Linked DNA regions of Zea mays: all the other regions are linked to region 1. The links are chromatin contacts, called in public Hi-C maps. All regions are on one chromosome and are shown on one strand. Each heading gives the region's core, a stretch centred on a gene start, on an enhancer-like site or on the middle of the called end of the contact. The rest is flanking DNA. Distances are from core to core; before and after follow the strand shown.

Region 1 (2,694 bases), core at 124-2,623:
TTTGACTAATATTAAAAGAAAAATATATCCAATAGATTTGTAAGCATGTGTTTGGTTTCGGAACGATGTGGGTCGGATCGGAGTCGACCCATTTTTCTGGGTTGGATCGGATCCGTTCCTTATTTGATTTCAGTGACAAGTTGGATCTAGTTTCTTGTTTGATTATAGGGTTAAAGTGAGTTAGAGATGCAACATCTCTTGTTTGCTTCGTGATGAAGGATAAAATGAATATGGTCATCTTTCTGGTCATATTACCACATTCAGGATGATATCTTCAATTCAATAAGATGACATCATTCAAAATACATGAAACTGACACTATTTTAATATTTGAGGAATCCATAAGCATAAGATATAAATAAATGGGTAAGTCGTAAATTTTTAGTGACGAGATCTCACTATTATATTTTAGTCATAATTAAAGACATCGCAACAACATAAAGATGTATTTCAGTGAATTTGTAACATTTGCCATCACTAGCAGGCTTGTCTAGGCGGTGACGAACACTGACATTTACCTGTTCGGCGACAGCACTAGCAAGGCTCGCAAGTTGTGCCTACTAGCGAACACGCCAGCTTCGGAGGGTAGGCCAGCGGGGGACTGACGACGGGAGGCAGGTGGGGATTAACGTCGGAAGGTAGGCCGGCGGGGTCTCTCGTCCCAGCAGGTCGGCAATGGCAGCGCACTCCTGTGCTGGTCTCGAGTGGATAAGGCATGGGTGACGAGAGGGTGGAGAGAAAGTGGGTCGAAATGGTTCACTTGTTTTTGAGCAATCACTAGAACTCATATTTACAATAAGTATTTCGACCTAGAATCAACCTAACCTGCGAACCTTTTGAACCAAACACGAGTTGTTGTGGGTTGAATCTGTTCCAACCCGCTTCAACCCGCTAACCAAACACACCATAAATGGCTCTTCCAACTTTGCTCTTTATTTTTGGATAGACTGCTTCACTCTTCATTCAATCTATAGATTTAACGAGCTTGTTGGATGAACCTACACTTTTTCTGTAAAATCAATTTTAGAGAGTAGCTAAATCTATAAATTTAACTAACTTTTTAACTAATCTTTTAGAGTTGCTTTAAGTACGGGCTGTTTTGAAGAGATCCTAATCTATAGTTTTAGGACGGCTAAATACAAGGAGCTGACGTCCCCCTCCGTGTTCACAAGTTAACTGGCTACATTATGGGCTTCCATCAATCTTGATGGGCCTCTATCTTACTGAGGTCCTTATCCAGCCCGACTTAGCGGAAGCCCGGCTCGGCCTAAGCCCAAAGACGTCTAGCAAAAATAACTGGTCTGAATTAATCTTCCGGTCCTGAATAAAGTGGAGGCGGAAACGAAGTATCTCAGGTTGCGTGGTGCGACAAACCGACAAGCCAACAATGGCGTCGTCAGCTGCTACGACCGCGAAGCTGATCGCGCTCCCGCCGGCGCCAACACGCGGCGGCTGCTGCTGCTGGAGGACACGCAGGCCCGCGATCCCCGCGGCGGCGGCGCGCCTCAAGGTCTCCGCCTCCGCCGCCTCGTCGGACGTGCCGGACTTCCTCTCGTCCAATTGGTCAGTACCCGCCGTTTCGACTTCCCTTGCCCCTGCTGCGTCTTGCTCTGCACGTATGAAAAGTCAGCTAGGTTGAGTATACGTTATGGGATTTAGTATGATTAGGTTGAGTAATCAGGGCAGACACGAATAGCTAGCTGATGGGGCCTCTGGTTTTGGTTTTTAGTGTGTTCTCTAACTCATTTTTGTGACTACTACACTACACCACCTTTTTTTCCCCAGCAATAAAGTAAATATATTCATTAGAAATTTAGAATGGAACAAAATTCCATGACAATATTATTTGGGTTGGTTACCGTGATCCAAACAGTCCGCTATTGGAACAAAACCCGAGCGCAAAACACACACACACAAATTTTTCAGGTATATACATCAGCTGAAATCTGTGTTCCTGACTAAACATTGTATTGACAGGATGTTATCATTGGCAATGAAAGTATGTACTGGAAATAAGTTCCTCTGGACTCGACTAAGTCTATTAACCGATAAAATGGATTCAATAAATCAAACAGAAAAGTGATTCTGCTCCCATTTTAGACATCCGAGCCTCAATTTGGTTTTCTGTAGAAAGATACCATACCATTCATTTCTCCAACCCACCTTTTGCCTACCAAAACTGTCACATGGCTACAGCTATCTGGATGCCGCATATTACAAAACATTGTGGTAATAATTTGTTCACTTCAGGGCTTCTGTGTTTGTTTAAGTTGGTTACCTAGACCATACATTCCAATTGGATATGCTAAAGATCAGTATGAAAGCAGATAGGAATGGATAAATACTGGGTCAGGAGTGCCTTTTTCCTTCTGCAATTTCGTTTTCCAACATTAGCCACAGATTTCTGGAGCTGTGAGTATCCCAGGTGAGGGATGCCTGTTTTTATTGGGCTTGACTCTTCTGAAGATTAGGTTGCCTGAGCATACATTAGTAGCTTATGTTCGGTAAAGTATCTGCACAGCACATATAGATATAGGGGCTTTAACATGAGGCAGACGGGCTGAATCACTTTTATTACTTGCATATATCCTTCAAGATTTTGTAAACTATAACTGCAGTTATTTTGTAAACTTGTGAAATTGTGTCGGCCATGATACTATGGCCTAACATACCAGATTTAATAATTAAGTCTGA
Region 2 (2,694 bases), core at 59-2,558, 170 kb after region 1:
TTATTAGCTAAAAAATAATATCATCTTAACGATATTATATATATCTATGTATGCTATTTTTATAGTTACTTGTTGTAATAATAGTACTTCTAATTAATTAATTAATTAATTATTGTATATATTTTAACAAAAGATACTAGTATCTCTACTATTTGGGTCTATTCGACCGAACCGAAATTACGAGTCTATTCGGGTTCGGTTCCTAAAATAATTTTTAAAATTTAAAATTTTCGGTTCTTATTTTTCAGAACCCGGAATTTTCACAAAATCCGAATAGACCGAACCGAATTACCATAATAGATCGAATGTCCGACCCTAGCCGGCACACGCCAAAGGATCTACCGCGCTGCTAAACCACGATCATCGGTCACAGAGGTGGTAACTTGTGAACCAAAACGATCTCGGCTCGCGGGCTCGCTCGATCTCGCCTTGAGTGCCACCGTCTACTACCGCGCGCCACTCGATCGCTTCCGTGGTCCGCGCTTCCATCCTTTTCCATTCCATGTGCTCCTAGTCCTAGGCTGGACTGGACCCAAGGGAAGGGCAGCCGTGGTGTTCTGCTCGCCGAGCTGTTCAGGCACAACAACAACAACGTAAGTAGCAGAGCTGAATTTTGGCAGTTTCAGAGCAGAGCAGAGCAATGGAAGAGACGCCTCACGCCCTCACCGTCGCGCTCGCATGTGGATGGGCAGTTGTGATAGGGTGTCGTTCTCGGCGTGGATTCGGCTTCCCCACGGACATATCTTGTGATGCCACACGAGATCGCGACTAGCATTCTTCGTTGTTGCAGATCCAATGAATCCATCAAGCCGCTTGCGTAGCTTATCACAGGCAGGAGGAGTCAGCAGTGCAGAATTCATGCGGACAAACAGGCCGGGCCGCGCTGCGCATGATGTGTCCGCGTGAACGGCGTGGGGTTCGGCAAGTCTAGTGCACGCCACGGGGGCCCGGGTCTCGAGATCGACGCGAGCAGCGCGGGACGGGAAGCACGCCGCGCATCTCCAGGCGAGGCGCAAGCGCAACCCGCCAAGAGCTCCCTAGGCCCGCCGCGCACGTGAGCTGGCCAACGGCTGGCCTGGGCATCATCACACGGCTGGCTCTCCGTATATCCGAAAGGATTAGCCCTGACACGACACGGCCGCGCTCACCAGTCACACACGACACGACACGCGACAGTCCCCACCCCACCAACCGCCTCTCGCCGTCCTCGCTCGCGCAGCTGTCCTGCACCAGCACTGCACCCGGCTACATGGCGGCCGCCTCCACCCTCGCGTTCGGGCACCCAAAAACCCTAGCCGCCGCCGGCGCCAAGCCCCTGCCCGCCGCCACCTCCACGTCCGTCTCCTTCCCGGCCACCCACCAGCCCGCGTGCCTGCTCTCCTCGCCCGCGCCCGGGTCTCTGCGCCGCCGGGACGTCGCCGCCATGGTCTCCGCGCCGCCGGCCGTCGGCACCGCCATGCCGTCGCTCGACTTCGACACCTCCGTCTTCAACAAGGAGAAGGTCTCCCTCGCCGGCCACGACGAGGTGCGCCCCTGCCGCTGCTCTAGATTCGTTTTCGGTACGATTTGTTTGGCTCTGACCGCCGACCGGTCTTCGTGGCGCAGTACATCGTGCGCGGCGGGAGGAACCTGTTCCCGCTGCTTCCGGAGGCGTTCAAGGGGGTCAAGCAGATCGGAGTTATTGGATGGGGCTCGCAGGTTCGTGCCAGTTTTTGTTTTGGGTATGCGTGTGTGTGTGTGCGCGCGCGCTGTATTCCACACACTTCGTCTTCCACCGCCATGTAGACGGTTGGTTGTGCTCAAATCGGCACGTCAGTGTTGCCATATCTAGTGCTAGATGCCATCGGTTTCACTTGGATTTCTACTTCTGTCTGGGTTCAGTGCTCATAACATGCCCTTGTTCCCTTTGCAGGGTCCTGCCCAAGCCCAGAACCTGAGAGATTCACTGGCTGAAGCCAAGTCAGATATTGTTGTGAAGGTTAGTTCTTCCCTTGTCGTAACGATAATACATACATGCCAAACCACCACGACTAAAAGATCTGGTGTTGGACGATACTCTGCTTTGGTGAAAAAGTCTACTTTATTTTTCATCTGGCTTCTTTTCTTCGAATTTTTAACTTCAATTTTAGAGAGTTTACAGTTTTTTATTTTGTGCAACTTGGACATGGCAATCATGAGCCAGATATTCTGCCTCCTGTATATACTTCGGCACTGTTCTGTCAGTCCAACATGCTGCTGCCTTTTGCTTCCAGATTGGTCTCCGGAAAGGATCCAAATCTTTTGAGGAAGCACGTGCCGCTGGATTCACCGAAGAGAGCGGAACCTTGGGCGATATTTGGGAAACCGTCTCCGGCAGCGATCTTGTGTTGCTGCTGATATCGGATGCTGCACAGGTTCGCATCATGCTCACTAGCTGCATGGTTTCATGTGCATTCGATTGTGTGTGTATACTTCTGCCTGACTGCCTGATGCTTGACTTGTGCCAATTCTTCTACAAAAGGTTATTATTTCCCTGCCAGTTAGTCCAACCTATATGATGTTCTGTAGCACACCCATTCGCCATTTCGTTATGGCGATATGGTACTCAATTGTTACATCGTCGGTTCAGTTCATCCTGAAAGTTGCATCTCACTTTCTGCAGGCTGACAACTATGAGAAGATCTTCTCTCACATGAAACCAAACAGTATCCTTGG
Region 3 (2,694 bases), core at 130-2,629, 150 kb before region 1:
GCAGCGGCGTGGAGGACCCGGCGACGCTGCTGCGGCGGGTGCAGACCCGCGCGCCCAACTCGACGCAGGTGGTGGGGTTCCTGACGCTGCTCGTCTCTGGCGCCGTGCTGCTGCTGCTGACGGGGGTGACGCTGACGGGCGCCGTGGTGGCGCTCGTCTTCCTGGGCCCCATCGCGCTGCTCACCAGCCCCATCTGGGTGCCCGTCGCCGTCGTGATCTCCGCCATCGTCGCCGCCGCGCTCTCCGCCTGCGCCTTCGCCGCCGCCGCGCTCCCCGTGGCCACCTGGATGTACCGCTACTTCACGGGCCGCCACCCCGTGGGCGCCGACCGGGTGGACTACGCGCGCAGCCGGATCGCCGACACCGCCAGCCACGTCAAGGACTACGCGCGCGAGTACGGCGGATACCTGCGCACCCGCGCCAAGGACGCCGCGCCCGGCGCGTAGGCGCGCGCCGCCCGGCGTGCATGTGCTGCAACCCCCGTCCGTGGTGCCGCTAGCTATAGGTCATCATTGCTGTCGTCGTCGTCGTCTTAGTTCCTCTTGCATTGCGTGTGCGTACTCTGCTCCAATCATCCCCCGCCCGTGTTGTCAAGCAATTTCTGGTCCTCTTGCTTGCTTTCTCTAGGAGATGCTGTTCATTTCGATCTCTTGGCGCAATTTGATCTTTCGCTTGGTGTAATTAGGTCATTAGTTAAATCATAAGAGACTCGTGTTCATGGTCTTTCTCACAACCTTAAAACAACTAATTGTTGTTGAAAAGAATATATATAGGTAACCTTGCTCAGTTTTCGTCGAACAGAATGATGGCAACCTTTCTTCTGCAAACAGTTGCAGATAATGCCTAGGATTTTTGTTCTCTGTGCTGAATCATCTATACAATCCGACGTATGTACTCACCTCCCGAGGTTGCTCCATCCCAAAACTGGAGTTGGCATAGCGTGGTCCCCGTACGATGCATAACAAGTGTCATACAGAAGGTTGTGTCATGTGTGTATCTAGTGTGCCACATGCTATAATCTCTGTAGTCTTTTAATTACCCTTTGGGGTGTTAAAGGGCGATCAGAGTGACATCAGTGATCTAAGGTACGTAGACCGCATAAATGGTCGTGTCTCGTGAACCCAAGCACGACTTATTATGGACCTCAGACTGACTTAGTATGGTTATTGTGGTGACATGCAGTACATGTGCTGAGCTAAAATGCTCGACCAATATAGTCCGACCTATTTAATTAGTTGTACCCTGTCACTACATGTAAATTTTCTCATCCAGTCTTCCCCGTCCCGTCGTTGCTCCTGAATAGAGTTAGTAATAGAATAATAGATCACAACCCGAATATTTCCTCACAAATTGATTGAGTCCTTAATTAATTCTAGCTTAAAACTTAATTAATTCTAGCTTACAAGTCCGATCCTTAAATTTTATTACTAGTCCTACTTCGAGTAATCACCGTATACATGTACTCGCGTATTTAACAGTCATTCCAGGACATCACACATGTTCTGAGTGCGAACATATGCAACAGATCATGTTTAGTCGTTTCAAACACGTGAACGCGCCCGCAAAAACATACACACTCGCGAGGCAATTAAGTCGTTGACCATTACCGGACAGACATGTTCCATTTCGCTACGGCATTTTACTTTGACCATCCATCCGATGATCCAATCCAAGATGCTGTCTTGGACCCGACCACGTACACAACAACCCTGATTCCCTGAAGCCTTCCGCCCCTCTTTCTGACTTGGGTTTAGTTTCGCAGCAGCAGTGAAAGTGCCCCGCCCAAAGAAACCAGCCGCGCACGTACTTGCATTGCATAAGCATAAATGAAGGGTCCGGCCGGCGCCATAGCCATATATACCGAGCCTGAATTTGAAACCCCCCTCCCATGGAGGCTGAGGCGTTCCCAATACGGTCCACGCGGGCTGTCCGTCGCCGCAAGTACCACCGCCTGGGCCAGCTGACGGACGTCGACGACGGCACCGAGCTCCGGGCGCGGCAGCTGGTGGGGCGCCTGCGCTCCGGCGGCGGCGCACGCTTGCGGCGGCGGGTGCGCGTGCTCCTGGCGGGCCCGCGGCGTGCGCTGGCACGGGCGCGGGACGCGTGCGTACGCGGCATGCTGGCTCTGGCCAGGCGGGCGTCGGCACTCGCGCTGCCCTGCGGCGCCGTCGCGAAGCAGCAGCGGGTCGCGGCGCCCGGCAAGCCCACCGAGTTCGAGCGGCGCCTCGTCTTGGAGATGTACAAGTCCATCGTCGCGTCCAAGGAGCTCACCGCCATGCTCCACTCCTCCGCCGCGCACCTGCCGCCCAAGAGTACGCCCGCTGCGGGGATCCCGTCGTCCACGCATCTGCTCGACATGTGATCCACCATTTCACCGCCGATGGAGGAGGAAAACGTACGAGCTGATTCGCTTAATCACTGCTAGAGAAATTAATTCAGAGGATCGTCCCAAGCTGTTCAGCAGCGTCGTCGTTATATACGACAGTAGCTAATTTTATGATGCATGTGCACATGTCATGCATCCACGCCCTAGTACTATACCGTGTGTTAAAATTATAGACATTTTCCATATCATTTTAATTGCATAAATTAACATTATGATGATGACATATAAAAGACAATTAACCATATAAATCATGATCTCAAATTGATCCATACCAATATGGATCAAGAGAACATAAAGCATATGAATCA

What was found. Hi-C and Micro-C count contacts between places; a contact is called where the count stands out from the background.
Region 2: a Hi-C map of ear shows a contact between it and region 1, with 7 times the contacts expected there. The contact joins the promoter of LOC103652503 here to the promoter of LOC100276744 in region 1. A contact is called at or near these places in 3 of 25 Hi-C or Micro-C datasets (ear and leaf).
Region 3: a contact with region 1 is called in a Hi-C map of tassel, with 4 times the contacts expected there. The contact joins the promoter of LOC100274568 here to the promoter of LOC100276744 in region 1. A contact is called at or near these places in 6 of 25 Hi-C or Micro-C datasets (ear, endosperm, leaf and 2 more).

The regions. Positions count from the first base shown.
Region 1 is chr8:74,323,216-74,325,909 of Zm-B73-REFERENCE-NAM-5.0, reverse strand. It overlaps LOC100276744, which reads left to right and starts at 1,373. Exons shown (of 7, transcript NM_001291640.1): 1 at 1,373-1,563. The coding sequence starts at 1,388.
Region 2 is chr8:74,153,641-74,156,334 of Zm-B73-REFERENCE-NAM-5.0, reverse strand. It overlaps LOC103652503 (ketol-acid reductoisomerase, chloroplastic-like), which reads left to right and starts at 1,308. Exons shown (of 10, transcript NM_001175673.1): 1 at 1,308-1,525; 2 at 1,606-1,698; 3 at 1,913-1,978; 4 at 2,253-2,393; 5 at 2,642-2,694. The coding sequence starts at 1,424.
Region 3 is chr8:74,477,826-74,480,519 of Zm-B73-REFERENCE-NAM-5.0, reverse strand. It overlaps LOC100274568, which reads left to right and starts at 1,379. Exons shown (of 1, transcript XM_008657837.2): 1 at 1,379-2,607. The coding sequence starts at 1,889. The coding sequence ends at 2,362. LOC100286352 (oleosin Bn-V) reads left to right here. Exons shown (of 1, transcript NM_001159239.1): 1 at 1-798. The coding sequence ends at 446.